2 separate regions of the Mus musculus genome follow, and region 2 is linked to region 1. Evidence: chromatin contacts called from public Micro-C data. All regions are on one chromosome and are shown on one strand. The core of a region is the stretch at or near the end of the contact, and the rest is flanking DNA. Distances in the headings are between cores, read along the strand shown.

Region 1 (4,353 bases), core at 718-3,217:
CATGCCCTAGCTTTGTGGGCCAGCACTGCTTACTTTTTACAGATACAATGCAGAGCACTCTTAGCAAAAGAACACCAAATGGGAAGTGCTTTTGGGTCAACACCGTTTGTTTAATTCCAAATGTCCAAAGTCTTCAAAAATGGGATGTCAGCATCTTTACTTTATGAATTTAATATGACCCAGAGAGCAGCTAGTGTCTAACATATGAGTGTCATGTGGAAAGGCTACCCTTTTGCTGAGCACTACAATTAGCTTTCGTGTCGCCTTTCCCTTTTTATCGCCCCAAAACAACACTTCCAAATCACGAGAGCCTATGTGAAACAGAACTAGGAGGTACAATGCTCTTTTACAGTCTCAGGCGAAATGTGAGAACAAATGTTAGTCACTTGCTTCAGCAAAGCATCCAACACAATCCACTGCCCATGGCTCTTGAGATCCTGCATGTACACACCGTTTCCTGCTCAGTGCCACAGGTAATAATTACCTCCACCTCCCTTTGCATGTTTCTGAGTGAAACAGACATCTGGCAAAACCTAAAAAGTATTAGTATACTGATATCCTAAAAGGGGATGCCTTAAGTGTGATTAAGCAGGGGACATTTGTGAAAGTTTCAGATATGGGGGGTGGGAAATGACAGCAAATTGTTCTGACCTATGAAAAATATGTCAGCAATGATTTAATTAGAAATGACTCCACAAAGTTACCAAATTGTCAAGTCCTTAAGTCTATCCTAAGACGGAATGGGGAAGCATTCTGCATTCTCCCCCTTAACTACAGGGAAAAAAATAAAAATTTTAGGATGATGGCTTTCTTTAATATCCGTGGCAGAAATAAAATCCTATTCCCTGACACCTCTTCTGGAAATTAGGGGAGTTGCTACAAACATCCTTTAAGTAAACTGCTCTACTTTACTCAGTTCTTAACATACCCTCTGAGTAAACAGGTTAATCCAAAAAGTCAATAGCAGCCAGAAATCGCTCCCTCCCAATCCCGTGCCACACTCCCCACAGAAATACAATTCCCTTTTCTGGGGGGCTTTAGAGGCGTGGAGAAGGTGGTCGGAGGAGTTCAGCTGCCGGGTGGATTCCAAGCCTGGAGCAGAGGGTGCTGCTCTGCGAGGCTTGAGCCCCAGGGTCTGTAAAGCTGGAACAGGCTCCCGCCGTCGCTGCTGGCCCCAGCCCATCGTGCCCACAGCCCTCGCTCTTTCTGTCACCCTCAAGGTGAGCTTGGAGGCTGAGTCCTCAAAGTTTGCCCAGTCTCTGGTCATCGGCCATGGCCCGGGCGAGGCTGAGCCCTGGTTTAGCCTCCGCTTCTCTCAGCCCCCTAGCTCTTCTTTTGGGCCACAGTGACAGGTCTAGGTTTACCTCCACGTGCTCGTGGCAGAGGAAACAAAAGAAAGCTTCCTCCCCGATAATTCAACGCCATCTTCCACTAATTGGGAAACTGAGCCCCCCGCCCCGGGGAGCCCCCCGCCCCGAGTTCCGCGCGTCTGTCACTCCGAGGCGATTCCCCAGGCTGGAGGCAGAGTTCCTCAGAGCCTCGGGGAACCTCAGCTGAAATGTCCCGGGGCAGGGGTGGGACGCCCGAGAGCCCCACCTGCCTCCCCACCCAGGCCACCCGGGGCGCCGGGTTTCCGCTAAAACGCAGAGGCGGGGGAGGGGGCTGGCGCGTCCCGCTCGTCCCCTCGCCCAGAGACTGCGAAGGAGCGGCGGGGGGCCAGCGAGCGGGCCACCGGGGTACGCGTGGAGCCGCGGCCAGTGTACTCACCAAACGGTTGAGGGTCCGGCGGAACATCGCGTCCGAGGCTGCGGGGTGCCAGGCTGGGCTCCGCTGGGCTGTCTGGGAAGGCGCCGTCCACAAAACACACTGCGGCGTGGGCCCGCGGCGCAAAGCGGACAGCTAGCTCGCCTGCCCTGTCGCCAGCCCGCTGCCGCCTGCCCTCCTGCCGCCTGCCCTCCTCGCCTCTGCGCGCCCCCGCCCCCGGCCGCCCAACCGCCCGCCCGCCCGCGCGCTCGCCGCCCCGCCCCGCCCCGCCCTCCCCGCGACCCGCCCCCAGCCCCGGCCCGCCCGCCTCGGGGGCGGCGGCCCCGTCGCTCCCCTTATCTGGCCCCAGCACCGCCCCGCGCTCCCGCCGCAGCCCGCCTCGCAGCGAGCCCGGCGCGCGGGGGAGGGATGGCGGACCGGCCGCTGCTCAGCCTGGCTCCCCGTCAGCGCCCGCCTCGGCACCCCGCGCCTCACGCTCGTCCTGCCGCTAAGCCCCCGGCCGAGTCCCCACTCGCCCGCTTCAGCGGTCGCCCGTCTCGGGCGTCCCCGCGCCTCGCCTGGCAGGACTCCCAGGGGTCTGTGAGGAGCCACGGTCTCCCTCACCCCGGCCCTAACTCGTCCGTTGGCGCCGCTTCGCTCGCAGTCCTTCCTCGGCCCCGCGCTTTCGCCCGCCCAGCACTTCTGGCTGAGGAGAGCCTCGGTGCGGCCCGCCTCGAGGCTTCCAGGCGTGCCCGCTTCCTGCCCGGGAGTGGCCGCTCTCTGAGGGACGACTCGGGACGAGCCGGGGACTAAGGGGACCCTGGCGCGGGCGGGCGGGCGCGGCGCGGGCGGCTGGAGTAGTTACAAAAGCCGCCCCCTCCAGGCGTCCCTCTTGGGTCCCACCTAAGCCGTCTTCACCTCGCAGTTGGGGTTGGGGCTTTGGGGCTTTGCGTTCCCTGTCGTCTGACTACCCCACCTAAGCCCGCTTACTTCCACTTTCTCTAGGAGGTTGTAAAGTCGGGCTTTGTGTCGTTGGTGCTGCGCAGCGGGGCGGGATTTCCCTGCCACCCTCTCCTTGATCGCCCGCCCTTTTCCACGCTCCTGGGGCACCCTGGGAGTTGTAGTCCAAGGGTTCGCTTGGACTGATATTGTGGGCTGGGAGCTCCCCCATATGCACGGCTCCAGTCAGTTCACAGGGTTGCAGAGGGAAGCTGCCCGAGGTTCTCCCTACCAGCTGCGTGCAGAAATCAGAAACACTGGGTAGATTCTTAGCTGTGGGAAATGTGATGAGGATAAATTACATAAAGCCCCGAATGCTGAAAGACTTTCCCAGAACTCAACATTTACGCCACAAGAAATCTTGCACGCCCTCAACTTGCTAACTTAACATTTGCATTTACAAAAGTTTAAAACTTAAAAATGAAAGCTTGGTCAAGTATTCCCTTGAACCTGGACAGTTCTCTCTGCTCCCACCCTTTTTTTCCACTACCTTCTGAGACCCGGCCCTAGGCTGTGAGCTGAGAACTTTCAAATTCTTCTATAAACATGTTGAAGAAGTAGGTAAAGGGAGCTCTTCTCTACGGAGAGGCGAGTTCTCTCAACAACCTGGAAAGGTTGGGCTCAGCTATTCCCTCGACCTAATGTGAACTCCTGAAGGGCTTTTATTGTGAGGCGGCTAGGGCACTACCACATTTTACCCCTTGAAGGATAGTTTGATTTCAGCATTTACTTGGGTGTTTTTTTTTTATTTGTGTGTTTGTTTGTTTCCTAGAAACTGGAAACAGCAATGTGTTAAAAGACCTCCCTAGTAGGCCGAAGTGAAGTTACAAACTACAAACACATAAAACCTACACATTTGAATGTAATGATTTCTAATGTCAAAGGAAACAGGGGAGAGGATAATGTCTTTACAAAGGATCCGGGGAAACTCCTGAAAACCATGCAATTTTCACTGGGCGAGACCTATAAACAGAGCTGCAGGAGATTAACCCAGGCCTAGGAATGTGGGAAGGCTTTGGAGGAGCCCAGGGAACAAAGTCCTGGGTAGAGAAGGAGAGGTCAGTTGAAAAGTACAGGGCAACCTACGAAAAAGAACACAGCCACTCTGTCAAGGCAGGAACCAGGACACATGTGGGCGGGGCATTACAAATGAAAGCTAAACCCCTAAGCAGCCATAGAAACAAGCTATGAAGTTTGACCTTGTTTCTGTGGTCAAGGAGGAGCCCAAGCACAATAAAGTGCAAATGCAAGAGATTGAAATTAGTTCCTGAAAGGTCCTAACTGCCTAGAGGGAAAGTCCAGCATTTCTACTTTCCCTACTATGACTCTCCGTTGCCTTACACTTAGGTGTGCCTAACGATTTGTAAGAAATCCTACATTTGTAGTAATTGGATATTAGGACACTTAATCGTACAACACAGATCTAAACTTGTGCTCTCTACTCCAAGGAATTGCTTTTAAGTAAAGTTGGTTTTTTTCCTGACTTTTATTGAACACAGAAACTATCTTAATTTCATTTATTAATTATTTGTTGAATAACTTTTATGTGAGGAACACTATTCTTAATACTGGAATGGGGAACTGAAGGAAGTTATTGCCACTCAGTAATGT
Region 2 (4,070 bases), core at 1,328-3,827, 490 kb after region 1:
CTTAAGGGGGACGTCTGTAACCATTTATTTTAAAGACGATCATTGAGATTTCCGAAGGGCTTTCGTTTTGTAAATATTTCAACTCAGCGAGTATCTTCCCGCCCCAGTGCACAGAGGTAAAAGTGCTCAGCTTTTGGTAAGTCTTCCGCAGCCGCAGGTGTCTGCCTCCCGCTCTGCATCGCTGCGGAAGCAGACACTCGATCCCGGGCACTCACCACCGCAATCAACAAGTGCAAGACTGCGCGTGGGGTGTGCGGCTCAGGTAGCGTGGGCTGCCTCTGGGTAGGTGCTCCCAGAAGACAGAGGTTTTCTCCACTTGAGACTAGTTCCCACTTGAGAGTATTGGGGGCGGTTGTAGCTTGGATCTCCAATAGCTTAAAGGAAATCATTTTACATCATGCTCCCCCCCCCGCCCCCGCCCAGGTCTGCAAACTCAGTTATAAAACTAAGACTATCCCCATTCCCAACCCGCACTTCAAATTTCGGACCCGCAAAATTATCAGGACTCCAGCATATTGGTTATAAAATTTATTGATCTCTCACTTAGCAATTAAGAACAAAACTTTGAAAAAACCTGGAACAAAATAACCCCTTCCCCACCACCCGAACGAAATGCGTACACGAAATAGCAAATAGATCACTGCAGAAATCACAAACTCAACAGCCTAAACGCGCACTGGACAGAGCTGTCCCGCGGCCAGGGGCGGCAAGGCGGGAAACACACGCACACCTGGCTATAAATTAACATTGGCTTTAGCTGTCGCGCCAATTGGCGCGGCCAGCACCCCCCCCCCAAAAAAAAGCCAGAGGAAAACAGAAGCAATACGACTGGGGGTGGAGGCATTGCAGTTCTTGGGGGCGGGCAACCTCACTCAGTTCTCGATTAATAGCAAACTAACAAGACATTTTCAACTGCAACAGAAGAACCTAGGAATCCGGGAAGAGGAAGGGGCCGCGGTTTCTCCGCAAACACCACAGCGATTCCCAGCCAGAGGGGGAGGGAGGGGCAGTGGTCAGAAGCCAGCGGCTCTAGCAAGTCCCATTTCCGCTGCTCGGGACTTCTCGCTTTTGTACAAAACCCCGACAGTTACGGCCAAACTTTCGGTCCTCCTCATCTTCGGTACAAGGCAACGGTCCCAGGCGAGCAAAGCTAAACAGCAAGGCGTCCCAACGTGGGGGGTGTGGGGCGGGGTGGGGGCGAAGAGCTGGGAGCGCGGGCCGGAGCTCAGATGTGGGTCAGCGGCACCGTTCCATTGACCGCAGTCCCGGCGCCCTGGTAGTGCTGGTGCACGCCGTGCAGCCGGCCGCCTGGGAGCGGAGAAGCGGCGTCGGCCGCGTCCCCGCCAGGTGGCAGGTACATGCTGATCATGTCGCGCAGGTCGCCGAGGCACGCGCGCTGCGAGTGCGAAGCGATGGCGGGCGGCGGAGAGCTGGGCTCCGACTTCACCACGGAGCCCATGGGGCCCAGGCTCATGGCGGCGGCGGCGGCGGCCGCGGCGGCAGCGGTGGCGGGCTGCTGCCCGTAGGCGGCGGCGGCGGCGGCCGCGGCGGAGGGCGCCATGCCCCCGTAGCCCGAGGCGGCGGCAGCGGCGGCGGCGGCGTTCATGTAGCTCTGGGCGCCGGGTGGCATCATGGGGCTGTACTGCAGGCCGGCCATGTCGTAGCGGTGCATCTGAGGCAGCGCGGGTGGCGGCGGCGGGCTGCTCATGCTCGGGGGCTGCGCGTAGCCCAGCTGCTCCTGCACGAGCGAGTAGGCGCCGTTGGCCCAGCCGTTCACGTGCGTGTACGTGTCCAGGCGCTGGCCCACGCCCACCGGGCTGCTGGCGGCGGCGGCTGCGGCGGCAGCGGCGGCGGCTGCGGCGGCGCCCGGGGGCAGGAGGCCGCCGGGCAGCGAGTACTTGTCCTTCTTGAGCAGCGTCTTGGTCTTGCGGCGGGGCCGGTACTTGTAGTCCGGGTACTCCTTCATGTGCACCGCACGCAGTCGCTTGGCCTCGTCGATGAACGGCCGCTTCTCCGCATCGGTCAGCAGTTTCCAGTCGGCGCCCAAGCGCTTGCTGATCTCGGAGTTGTGCATCTTGGGGTTCTCCAGGGCCATCTTGCGCCGCTGCCCGCGGGACCACACCATGAACGCGTTCATGGGTCGCTTGACGCGGTCCTGGTCGCTGCCCCCGCCGCCACCACCACCACCGCCGCCGTTCGCGCCCCCGCTGCCCCCGTTGCCTGCGTTCGCTCCGCCGGCTGGGTTCGCGCCACTCTTGCCTGCAGCGCCGGGAGCTGCGGGGACGCCGGTGCCCGCGGCTGGGGTGGGCGGCCCCACGGGGTTCTTGAGTTCAGTCTCCAGCAGGCTGTACATCGCCGGGGCGGGAAGGAGGTGCGCCAGCGTGGCGGGAGGAGACGGCGCTCCGGGGGCTGGAGCGGCCACCGTGAAAAGGCCGGGGGACTCCGTCGGAGTGGTGCTCAGGGGCCGGCGGGCCGGCAGCTCAGGCGGGAAGGGCAGGCTAGCCGAAGGGCTCCGCGCAAAGTCGGCGGGAACTCGCGGGCTTCTCTCACCTGATGCGTTCTCTCGAGCTGGTCGCATTCGCAGCTTGCCCGGGAAGCCTGCCCGGTCCCTTATATACCTGCTCAGATCCGGGAGGGTTGGGGCTCGGTCCGCCCCCTCACCACCCGTGGGCCTCGTGATTGACAGGCTCGCCGTGATGAGTCCTGGCCAATCAACACCGAGCCCCCTGTGGCCCAGCTTGGAAAAAAAAGTTCGGGGAGCCCTTTCGTTCACCCTCCAGACCCCTCTTGGGTCGAGTGACGTGATGAGAGCTTTTTCAGGAGGCGGGAGTCCACGAGACCCGCTCTGAGACCACCAATTAGGGTCTCAAAAAGTTTGAAAGAGCGAGAAACCCGAGGAGGTGAGGGAGGAGGGGGGAAGAGGGCGCGCGAGCAAGCGAGACTGGGGGGAGGAGGGGCAGAGGAGCGCCCGCGGGGTTCGGAAACAACTTTGCAGACTCGACTAGGCTGACCAGCGCCCCATCCCATGGCCCACCTGGAAAGCTCCCCGCCCGCCGTCTGCACGGAGGACCTCCAAACCCTGCTGTTGCCAGCGCTAAGGACACTGGGGACCTCTAGCAGTCCAGGCATGCTTGGGACGTTGAGTGTATAACGGAGGTGCGCTACGCTGAGCCACTGAGAAGCCTTCCTTGGAATTGATGGTAGCCGGTTGCCTGAACCCTCCACCCCGAGGGCCACTGCGTGCAGGACCGAGAGAGGGGCGGGGGCCGGGGAGCGGGACTGCTAGCGCACCTGGCTGTGAGGCTCCATGGGGGGTTTGCCAGTGCGAGTGGGGAGTGGCCTCGGCCTGTGCCCGGGGGAGGCGCTCGAACGTAGCTCCTGGGGAGCGGGTTTAGGATGCAAAGGGCGAACGAGCCTTCACTTTTTCGCTCTGGGCCCCTGCTTAGAGGCCCCTTTTTGTCTCTGCTGTCTGGCCATTTCGGGTTTTCCAGTCCGATGCTCCTGAGGGGGAGGGTCGGGCCCCTTGGAAAATCCGTTTTCATGGCAACACGGAGCCTCTCGCAGTAAAAGAAAAGTTTGGGGGGGGGTGGCCGGAGCTGAGCCTAGGCCTTGCTCCGGGTGCACCGCCCCTCCTCCGACCGCGCACCTGCTACGACCGCTGCGAGCGGCTCTCGGCACGCAGCCGCGCTCCCCCCCCCCCCCAAGCGGGCTGTGCTAACAGACTCTGCTTCTCCTTTCTTGTTTTACAGCCTTTCTGACCGAAGGCTGGAGAAGCAGAGTGGGACCTTCAGGCACTTTGTTGGGTTATCTGCCAAGGACTACCATCTAGAGAAACCTCCGCTGCCCGGAGAGGGAACCCGGACATTCTCCGCTGCCAGCTCAAGCAAGTGGCATGGCGTTTGAAAACTCTTGAAGCCCTCGGAGGCTGCTGGAGGGAATAGGAAGCCATCTGGGCAGATGTGGCAGAAACCGAAATAAGGTGTCCGCGCAGTACTGGATTCCCGCTTCCTCCTTTAGCTTGGTGGAAAGGTGGGAAACCTAAAGAAAAGCACATGCCCTAAGTGTGTGTG

What was found. A called contact is a pair of places that touch in the nucleus more often than the background predicts.
Region 2: a contact with region 1 is called in a Micro-C map of embryonic stem cells, with 5 times the contacts expected there. The contact joins the promoter of Sox3 here to the promoter of Atp11c in region 1. A contact is called at or near these places in 4 of 39 promoter capture datasets (cranial neural crest, embryonic stem cells, hippocampal neurons and 1 more), 6 of 484 Hi-C or Micro-C datasets (embryonic stem cells and neural progenitor cells) and 1 of 115 datasets of contacts at active chromatin or transcription factors (astrocytes).

The regions. Positions count from the first base shown.
Region 1 is chrX:60,402,038-60,406,390 of GRCm38.p6, forward strand. It overlaps Atp11c (ATPase, class VI, type 11C), which reads right to left and starts at 1,968. Exons shown (of 30, transcript NM_001037863.2): 1 at 1,768-1,968. The coding sequence starts at 1,794.
Region 2 is chrX:60,890,853-60,894,922 of GRCm38.p6, forward strand. It overlaps Sox3 (SRY (sex determining region Y)-box 3), which reads right to left and starts at 2,578. Exons shown (of 1, transcript NM_009237.2): 1 at 514-2,578. The coding sequence starts at 2,578. The coding sequence ends at 1,226. Gm38438 (predicted gene, 38438) reads left to right here and starts at 2,801. Exons shown (of 3, transcript NR_155290.1): 1 at 2,801-2,900; 2 at 3,750-4,029.